2 separate regions of the Mus musculus genome follow, and region 1 is linked to region 2. Evidence: chromatin contacts called from public HiChIP or PLAC-seq data. All regions are on one chromosome and are shown on one strand. The core of a region is the stretch at or near the end of the contact, and the rest is flanking DNA. Distances in the headings are between cores, read along the strand shown.

Region 1 (4,224 bases), core at 161-2,660, 1.2 Mb before region 2:
ACATCCTAACATTCCCACTTCTGCTTCCTGACTGCTGGAATTACAGGCATGTTCCACCATGCCCAGCTCTCCAGGGCACATCTTAATCTTCTTGCTCAAAGTCCTGCATCTCTAGCCTGTGGTAATTTGGTGAAAGCAGTAACCAAATGGGAAGGAGTGGCGGTGTTAGGCAGACGGTAGGCTCGAGTTAGCCTCAGACCAGCCTTCCTGCTTCCCAGTGACCTCCTCACGTAGTGGGAGGTGTTTCCTCTTAGGTAGCAGCAAGGCTTCTAGGCTATTGCAAGCGCTGAAACCTTGCTTCCGCAGAGTCTGACCGTGCCACAGCCTGTGGCTCTCTGCCTCAGTCTTCCCTGTGCTTCTGGGACCCAGCCCTGGCTGAAACCTCCTTGTTCCTCTCTGCTCAGTGACTTGGTTTAAAGATCCACCCACTTTTCCTCTGCTGAACCAGTTTTCTCTGGCAGTTCTGCAGCTAGGAGGTAGACATGGAGAGTGCACCCCCAGCAGGGGTGGGTAGAATCATGCCCTAGGTGGCTTATTTATAAAGGTTTTTTTTTCTTGTTTTTATTTTTAAAAATTAGTGTGTGTGTGTGTGTGTGTGTGTGTGTGTGTGTGTGTGTGTGTGTGTGTGTGTGTATGCTCAAGCAGGTCAAAGGGCAACTTCTCGGACTTGGTACCAAGCATCCCGCTCGTCCTATTTTTCTGTTTGTTTGTTTTTTTTTTTTTTTTTTTTTTTTTTTTAAATTTTATTTATTCATTATATGTAAGTACACTGTAGCTGTCTTCAGACACTCCAGAAGAGGGCGTCAGATCCCGTTACGGATGGTTGTGAGCCACCATGTGGTTGCTGGGATTTGAACTCCTGACCTTCGGAAGAGCAGTCGGGTGCTCTTACCCGCTGAGCCATCTCACCAGCCCTTCTGTTTGTTTTGTTTTGTTTGCTTGTTTTTACAGATTGACTCTGGCTTTGAGGTGTAGCTTCTTTCCTCTGCTCTTCTGTGCAAAGCCTTCCTAGAAATGGAAGACGTCTGCATAGAGTGATCAGTGGGTACAGGCTCCTCATCTGCAGATGGGAAAGGTGAGGCATGAAATCTCAGAGTTGGACTCTCCCTCTCTTCACCTCCAGGCTAGAGGCTGCCCTGCCCCCAACTCCCAGCCTATGCTTGCTTGGGTTTGTGCTTTGCTGGCCTCCCGGCCTCCGGCCTTTGCAGCCTGTCTGTCATTTCCTGAACAGCGTTCTGTTCTGGGCTCCTGGATTTTGGCCCCGAGGATGTGGTTAAGGGGAGTTGTTCAAGCAGAAATGTGCAGGTTGGGCCCATAAATCTTTCCCGGACAACTTTCAGGCATACGATCCTCAAATGGCCCCACAGGAAGCCAGCAGAAGTAAGGTCTGCTGAGTTGGGTATAGTGCGGCTGCAGGACTTCAGAGACCACATCAGTGTGGGTATAGGGTACAGCCTGCACGGTGTACAGCCTGCACAGCTGTGCCCTGTGCCCTGTGTGCGTTTGGGGGTCTGGGTATAAGCAGGAATGTAAGCAAAGGACCCAGCTTAAACTGCAGGAAGTTGCCTGAGACACAGAAGGAGGCTGGGTGGTCATTTAGGCTCGTCTCGGAGAACACCTAGGGTCTGCAGGTTGTTTCATCGGCCCCTTTTCCTCGTGTGTAAAGTAGTGAAGGCAACCTGACCTTCAGCAGGCCGTGATGAGCAGGCAGAGACAGGCTTCCACAGCAGACAGTGTCTCTGGAGTTAGCTAGCACCAGGTCCAGCCCGCAAGAGGACATCAAAACTCAAGGTGGGGGTTGGGATAAGGGCCCTGGGCTTCGCCACCCTTTGACCCACTTCGACCTGAAGCCCTTGGCTGATAGCCGGCTAGGAAAAGATTCCCTTTCTAAATGTCACTCCAGTGACTGCTAGGGAGCCAGAGTTTCAAGTTCTGTGGTAGATGGTGTGGCTTCTACCCTGCAGAGGAGGGAGGATATTCGTTTTGCCCCATAGTTTCCCTGATCTCCTCATTCCCAGACTACCAGGGTGGCCCTCCTGGAGGCCTCCTGGTCACCCAGACAGAGGGCTCAGGAAGGGGGTTGGGGCACTGTGCCTCAGCCCCCTTTGCATCCCCTGGTTCCTCTAAAGCCCCCTCTGAAGGGGACCTCGGAGCTCTAATGAGTTGAGGGCCTTTAGAGCAGCCCAGGCAAACCAATTAGGTTTGCTTAAAAATATTGTATTCATTAGCATGAAAATAAAGCTGAACTTTTTAGAGATAATTGCATCTTTTAAAATGCGGTAGTCTTTGTCTGGGCTTGTCTCATAAATATGCATGCTGCATAATTCTTTTGGAACCGTGGTTGCAATCATGAGTGACACACAAATGCACCCAGGGTGTTAATATTCTGACAAGAGCGGAGCCTCTTGGGCAGGCGGTGCCACTGGCGGGGCCTCCAGAGGCGTCCCTGTGGTCCCCAGCTGCAGTCTGTGCCATTCTCAGGGACAGAGCACAGTCCAGGGTCCCTATACCAGGCATCAGCTCTAGTTCTCAATGGCTCTCTTTTGTGCAACTGCCCCATGGAAAATTCTAGGGCTCTCCTCAAAAGGCAGGCAAGAGGGGAATCAAAGGTTGAGCTCAATTTACAGCCCAGGAATTGAAGCCTGGGGGGTGGGGAAGAGTTGGGGGAGCAGTGGAGGTTGCCAAGGTCACCGGGAGGGAATGGGACCAAGGTGAATTTTGTCTATGTCGACTGATGCTCTTTATCCCTGTAGGGCTAGGGCCCCCATTCTCATGTAGTGGAGAAGGGGTATTTTCCATATTGGATAGTCTGGGTGCCCGGGGGAGGGGCCAGCATGTCTTGCCCCATTCACTCCTGTGTTCCCAGTTGCCAAACCCCTTACACTGGTTTCTTCTGAGAAACATCTCGGTTGCCGTGGGTTCCTGTCCTGCTAGACAATTTTTTATTTCGTGGGATGGGGAGGCTTGTGTGTGTATTAGCATGGGCCTGGAGGTCAGAGGGCAACCCACAGAAATTAGGTCACTCCTCCCATCAAGGGTGTTCTCAGTTGCAAATTCCATGCCTTTTGGGCTTTTCTCTCTCTGTCTCTACTACCCCCCCACCTCAATACTGCTCTAAGATCAATACTGGTCCCTCAGCCCAGTGCCCAGGCAAACCACGAGTGCAGGGAAGTTTCTCAAAGCCCTTACTGCAAGTCCTGGTCCTTTCCCCCACCCCCCAGTGTGCCCAGAGTGGGGCTGGTGCCCTGAGGTCAGCAGGAGAGGCAGTTCTTCCTCTGGGATACACTGTCCCCTGGAGAAGGCAAACTGGTTACAGAAATGCAGTACAAGAAAGAGGGCTGTATGGGGTCAAGCACCCCTGCTGCTGTGGGGGCAGGGGAGGCAGAGATAGCTTGTCTGGGGGCACTGAGGAGAGACCTGGAGGTGGGGCAGCAGAGTAGCCTGCCTAACCTGGTCTCGATGACCCTTGAGGGCATCTGGCTTTTGCTTTTCCCATGTAGACAGCTGGAAGTCAACTCTCCACCTATTTGTCTGTAGCTACTCTTACCTGCAGATAAAAGATATGTGACCACTTGTTCCATGTCTCACATAGGCAGGCGTACATCTGGCCATTGTACATCATTGGTACATTTGGTCCGATCCATCAATCCATCTGTCTGATGTGCCTTCTTCCAGGATTAACAATTTTAATTGATGATGATTATGAACACACTTTGATATCGAGCAGGGCAACTATTACTTTTTTTGCTATCTATCTATCTATCTATCTATCTATCTATCTATCTATCTATCTAACCTATTGTTGTTATTGTGATAAAACCCTGACTCAAAACAAACTTGGGAAGGAAAGGGTTTATTTGGTTTACAGTCCATTATTGAAGGAAGCCAAGACAGGAACCTGGAGGCAGGACCTGATGCAGAAGCCATGGAGGGCTGCTACTTACTGGCTTGCTCTCTATGGCTTGCTCAGCCTGCTTCTTTATAGACCCCAGGGTCAACAGTCCAGGGATGGCACCACCCACAAAGGGCTGAGTCTCCCCATCAGTCATCAACCAGGAAAATGCCTTACAGATTTGTCTAAGGGCAATCTGATGGAGACACTTCATCAACTGAGGCTCTCTCTTCTCAGGGACTCTAGTTTGTGTCAAGTTGACCAAAAAAAAAAAAAAATGAATTAGCATCCTTTGCTTGTTCATTTCATGAATTTACATTTCAAAATTAGGC
Region 2 (3,927 bases), core at 721-3,220:
CTTTCAATCTCCATTCACCTGGACTGCCATCAGAAGGTGCCACTTAGATTGAGGGTGGGCTCTTACTGCTTCAAATGATCTGATGGAGGACTTTTCTCAAAGGAGTTCCTGATGACGACCATTTAAGTTGGTTATAGATCTAGTCAAACGGACAGACAGATCAGCTGTCACAGTTGGCCTGCTGAGAGCACTGCATCAAAGATTGTATCAGATAGATAATTGCTTCAGCTGCAACAAGCATGAACTAACGCCCGCATTCTCATGCAGCTCCACACTGCTGACTTGGCTGCCCAGTTCTTCCCCCAAGCTTCAGCTCAGCACCACATCTGTGTCCCTGCGAGCTTCCCTGTTTTTAGCATTCAAGACATTGCCTGAAAATGAGTTAGTGAAGAGAGGACAGGCTGAACACAGGCTTCAGAAGCAAAATACATGGGCCAAGGGTTGACTGTGATGACAATCAATGCTTAATTAATATGGTAAGTATTGTGCCTCAGACATTACTCCAAGTAACTAACTCTCTACAGCTCTGGAAAGGCTTTGGCTGAGATGCGATAACATCTTTCTATTACAGATGAGGAACCTGGGCATAGGAAGCATGCTTAATTATTGGCAGAACCATAACTGAAACCCATGAGTTGGCCACCAAGTTTATTCTTGTAACCACCATGATTTCATACCTTAGCTAACCTCCACACCCCACCCCCACACATAAAGATAAATATTTTAAAAAACATAATATGTAAGTCAGGGATCAGGAGAAACTATATTTGAGCTTATTGCTTTAAAAAAGGGACAGAACTTTATTGATGGTGCCAGAAAATGGGAAAAGGAATAACTATGGTTACTGCCGGGAACAGGTGAGCAGTCTCAAAAGAGAGGAATGCTGAGGAACCAAAAGATCAGCATTATGTCTATGAACTCTTCAGGACAGTGGTATTAATAGGATGGTAGGGAAAGGAGAAAAATCATGCAAGGATGTGTAAGTTGTGTTCATAATTTTGATCCAAAAATTATATGTTTACATTCCAAATGATGATAGAATATCACTAAAGGAAGGGTCTTAGGCATCCACCCAGATGTGGGAAGCAGGTTAGTATTACAGAAAGAATATTGTTCTGGTGACTGGAGGTATAATAAGAATTCCAGGCCATTGAAGAAGTTAATTTTTGGATGTGTCTCCTCACATAAAATGGATAGGTTTGGACTAGTTGAGAAATAAGGTTGCCTTCAGCCCTGTCATTCTATACAAGTCTCACAATTCAAAGTCAAAATGTCAGTTACAGACCACTTAACTTCTTGGCAACCTTTTCTCAGATTTAGAACTAAACATTCCTTCTGCACTGTCATAGAGCCACTGTTTAATCCACATAATGGTCATAGGGTGGAAGCTGGATTGTCCCAAAGAGGGCTTGGAAGTTTTTAAGAGAGCAAGTAGTGATAATTCGATGCAAGGAATATGTAATCAGTATTTGGGGGTGGGGTGGGGGCAGAAAGGTATGCAGTGAGGAGATGACTGGAAGTTTGTTTAGCTCGCCAGGAACATGAACTTGAAGGCAGCCAGTATCAGTCAAAAGAAGCTTAGGGAAGGGAAGGGGTTATTAGCAAGACTTGTCTTCAGTAGTAGCTTCACAGCTTTAGTCTTTTTTTTTTTTTTTTTTTGGACAGATCGATTGTCTGGCGCACTCCGTTCCTCTGCCCGCAGGGGCCTCAGGAAAGCTGGCTTCCCTTCACTATCTCCAGGTCGGATTGTATCCTTCCTTGTCTCGGCTTAGTGGAAGGGCCAAATTAAATGGGAAGGTTATGAGCACCTTCCTCCAGCTCTTCCCTGCGATCTTGCCAGGAAAACAGGCAGCAGCAGGCAGAGGGAATCAAACTTCCCGCGGGCAGTGTTGAGGCGGGTCCTAAAGAGGAAAGGACCGGAAGTCATGGTTGCCATAGCCACCGATGTGTCCTCCCTCTTCCTCGTCTTATCCTCCTCCGGATCCTCCCGCTGTTTTCAAGCGGCCTGGAAAAAAAAAAAAAATCCAGAACGAGGAAGTGCTGACGCACGGGGCCCCACAGATACTCCCCGAGGCTAGCCGCCCGGACGGCCCAAAGATCTAGGGCGAGGACCAGACCGGAAATGGTGGTTTCTATGGTAACCCCTGAGCGGGTTGCCTGGGAGATGACCCCTTTTGGTCTCTTTGAATCTTAGCTGTAGGATTACCTCGAAGGAGGATTGAACATCCTGGACTGTCTCCTGCCATGATTCCCGGAAAATATCGCTCCGTTTCTGGCCGAGCTGCAAATAACGTGAGTTGGGCCTTCCTGATTTTTCTTCCTTTCCGATAGTAGTCTTGTCCTCTCTGACTGGCGTCTTTGTCCTAGGTGATGGGCTGTATTACTGGGATCGGGGCGACTGAAGCTATTGTCTCATTGAGGCTAGGGTTTCCTGGGCTAGTCCAAAGCACTCTGAGAGTTTTTGAATATTGTATGATGGGTGTTTAAAATCTTGCCCAGGGCCCGAGCTCCCCAGAAGGTGGAGCTGGTTTGCTAGGCAAACACTGGGATTCCTTTAGTTATCCCCCACCCACTTCTTCCTTTTTTTCTATTGAGAAAGGAACCTGTTCTTAGACACTCCCACCTCCTTTATTCAAGCACTGACATCCTGACTGGCAACAGAAATGTCGGGGCTCCAAAGCCTGAGGTACAAGGTGGGTGAAATCCGTGCCTCCGACATTTTGAAAAATAAATTAATGAAAGCATTTGACTTGATTTTACTTGATTCCTAGACTTCAGAAAATGCTCATTTACCAGAAAAGGCAAAGAAAGATGGAATATTTGACTGTGTTCCATTTCTTATAATGTGTTTATACTATGGTGTGTATGCATTAAGAAATCATTTTATAATTTAACTTTTACATTTCAGGTGAACTGTGGACTTCATCTGGTTATTCAAACGTCGTCACTTTCTGACAAAAACAAAGTAAGATTTAAGCAGATTTGTATTTAAGTTGAAAATAAATGGTCAGATATTGTACACAAATACTTGTATATTTTATATATAGATTCTGACCTCGGGGCTGAGGGTCTCTTATTTTGGTTTTCAATGTAAAGCTGACTTTATTTTCTGTCTACTTTCATAAAGCCAAATCATCCCTCTTGTATCAATTTAGGTCATTCCATTACAAGAGCCCCTCCCCTTACATTTAAACATTTCTGGTGAAGGTATTTCTTAAAAGTGGTTGTATGGCATAATTTAATTAAGAAATGCTTTCTTCCTTAGACATAGGTAAAATGATGGTATCATTCTAATGGTAGCATCTCTGGAAGGATAAAATGGGACATTTTAGGAGGATTTCACTTTGTGATTCATTTTAAATCAGAAGAAAAACTAGCTTAGCAGAGGAAATGTTAGTGTTTTAATAACGTATTGAGTGTTAGATTCTTATTTTGTGTGTGTGTGTGTGTGTGTGTGTGTGTGTGTGTCTGTGCATCCGTCTCTGTGTCTCTCTGGAGGCCAGAGGAAGTTGTCAGATGCTCTGGAGGTGGTGTTACAGGCAGTTGTGACACCTGTCATGGGTACTAGGAACCCAACTCAGGTCCCATGGAAGAGCAGCAGTGGTCCTAACCACTGAACCCTCTTTCTACACCCAGACCATTTACTTGTAATATCTTGGTAATTTCCAAAGTCTCTGGCTTTTCATTTGGTTTTTGAGATACATTTTTTTTCTTTCTTTCCTGCCTCACTCACCTCAGCACTCACGCATGCCCACTCCCCTATGCTAGCCGTACACAATACACTTCTCCCCTTAAATAATGTGTATGCTCTCAACCGTCACAGTTCATTTGTTCCCTAAAACATTGTGAAGTGGACATCACTGGAAGGACTCTGTAGTATAAAGGCCGGAGTTTACAGACAGCAGCAAGAAGAGACTAAACGGAGGC

Evidence for each region. HiChIP or PLAC-seq counts read pairs in DNA pulled down with a chosen protein or histone mark.
Region 1: a contact with region 2 is called in a CTCF HiChIP or PLAC-seq map of embryonic stem cells, with 9 times the contacts expected there. The contact joins the enhancer-like site here to the promoter of Lrrc49 in region 2. A contact is called at or near these places in 2 of 39 promoter capture datasets (the C10 cell line and embryonic stem cells), 1 of 15 datasets of contacts at CTCF or cohesin (embryonic stem cells) and 3 of 115 datasets of contacts at active chromatin or transcription factors (embryonic stem cells, forebrain and large pre-B cells).

The regions. Positions count from the first base shown.
Region 1 is chr9:61,870,602-61,874,825 of GRCm38.p6, reverse strand. It overlaps Gm34974 (a long non-coding RNA gene), which reads left to right. Exons shown (of 6, transcript XR_001779199.2): 3 at 952-1,075. Among named protein-coding and RNA genes, the nearest start is that of Gm34974, 26 kb to the left of the region's middle. Within about 2 kb of position 1,410, at least 55 of the 459 cell types and tissues checked have an H3K27ac peak or open chromatin away from gene starts, as enhancers often do. A contact at or near this core is called in forebrain, where this site is marked.
Region 2 is chr9:60,686,177-60,690,103 of GRCm38.p6, reverse strand. Lrrc49 (leucine rich repeat containing 49) reads left to right here and starts at 1,970. Exons shown (of 17, transcript NM_145616.4): 1 at 1,970-2,292; 2 at 2,909-2,965. The coding sequence starts at 2,245.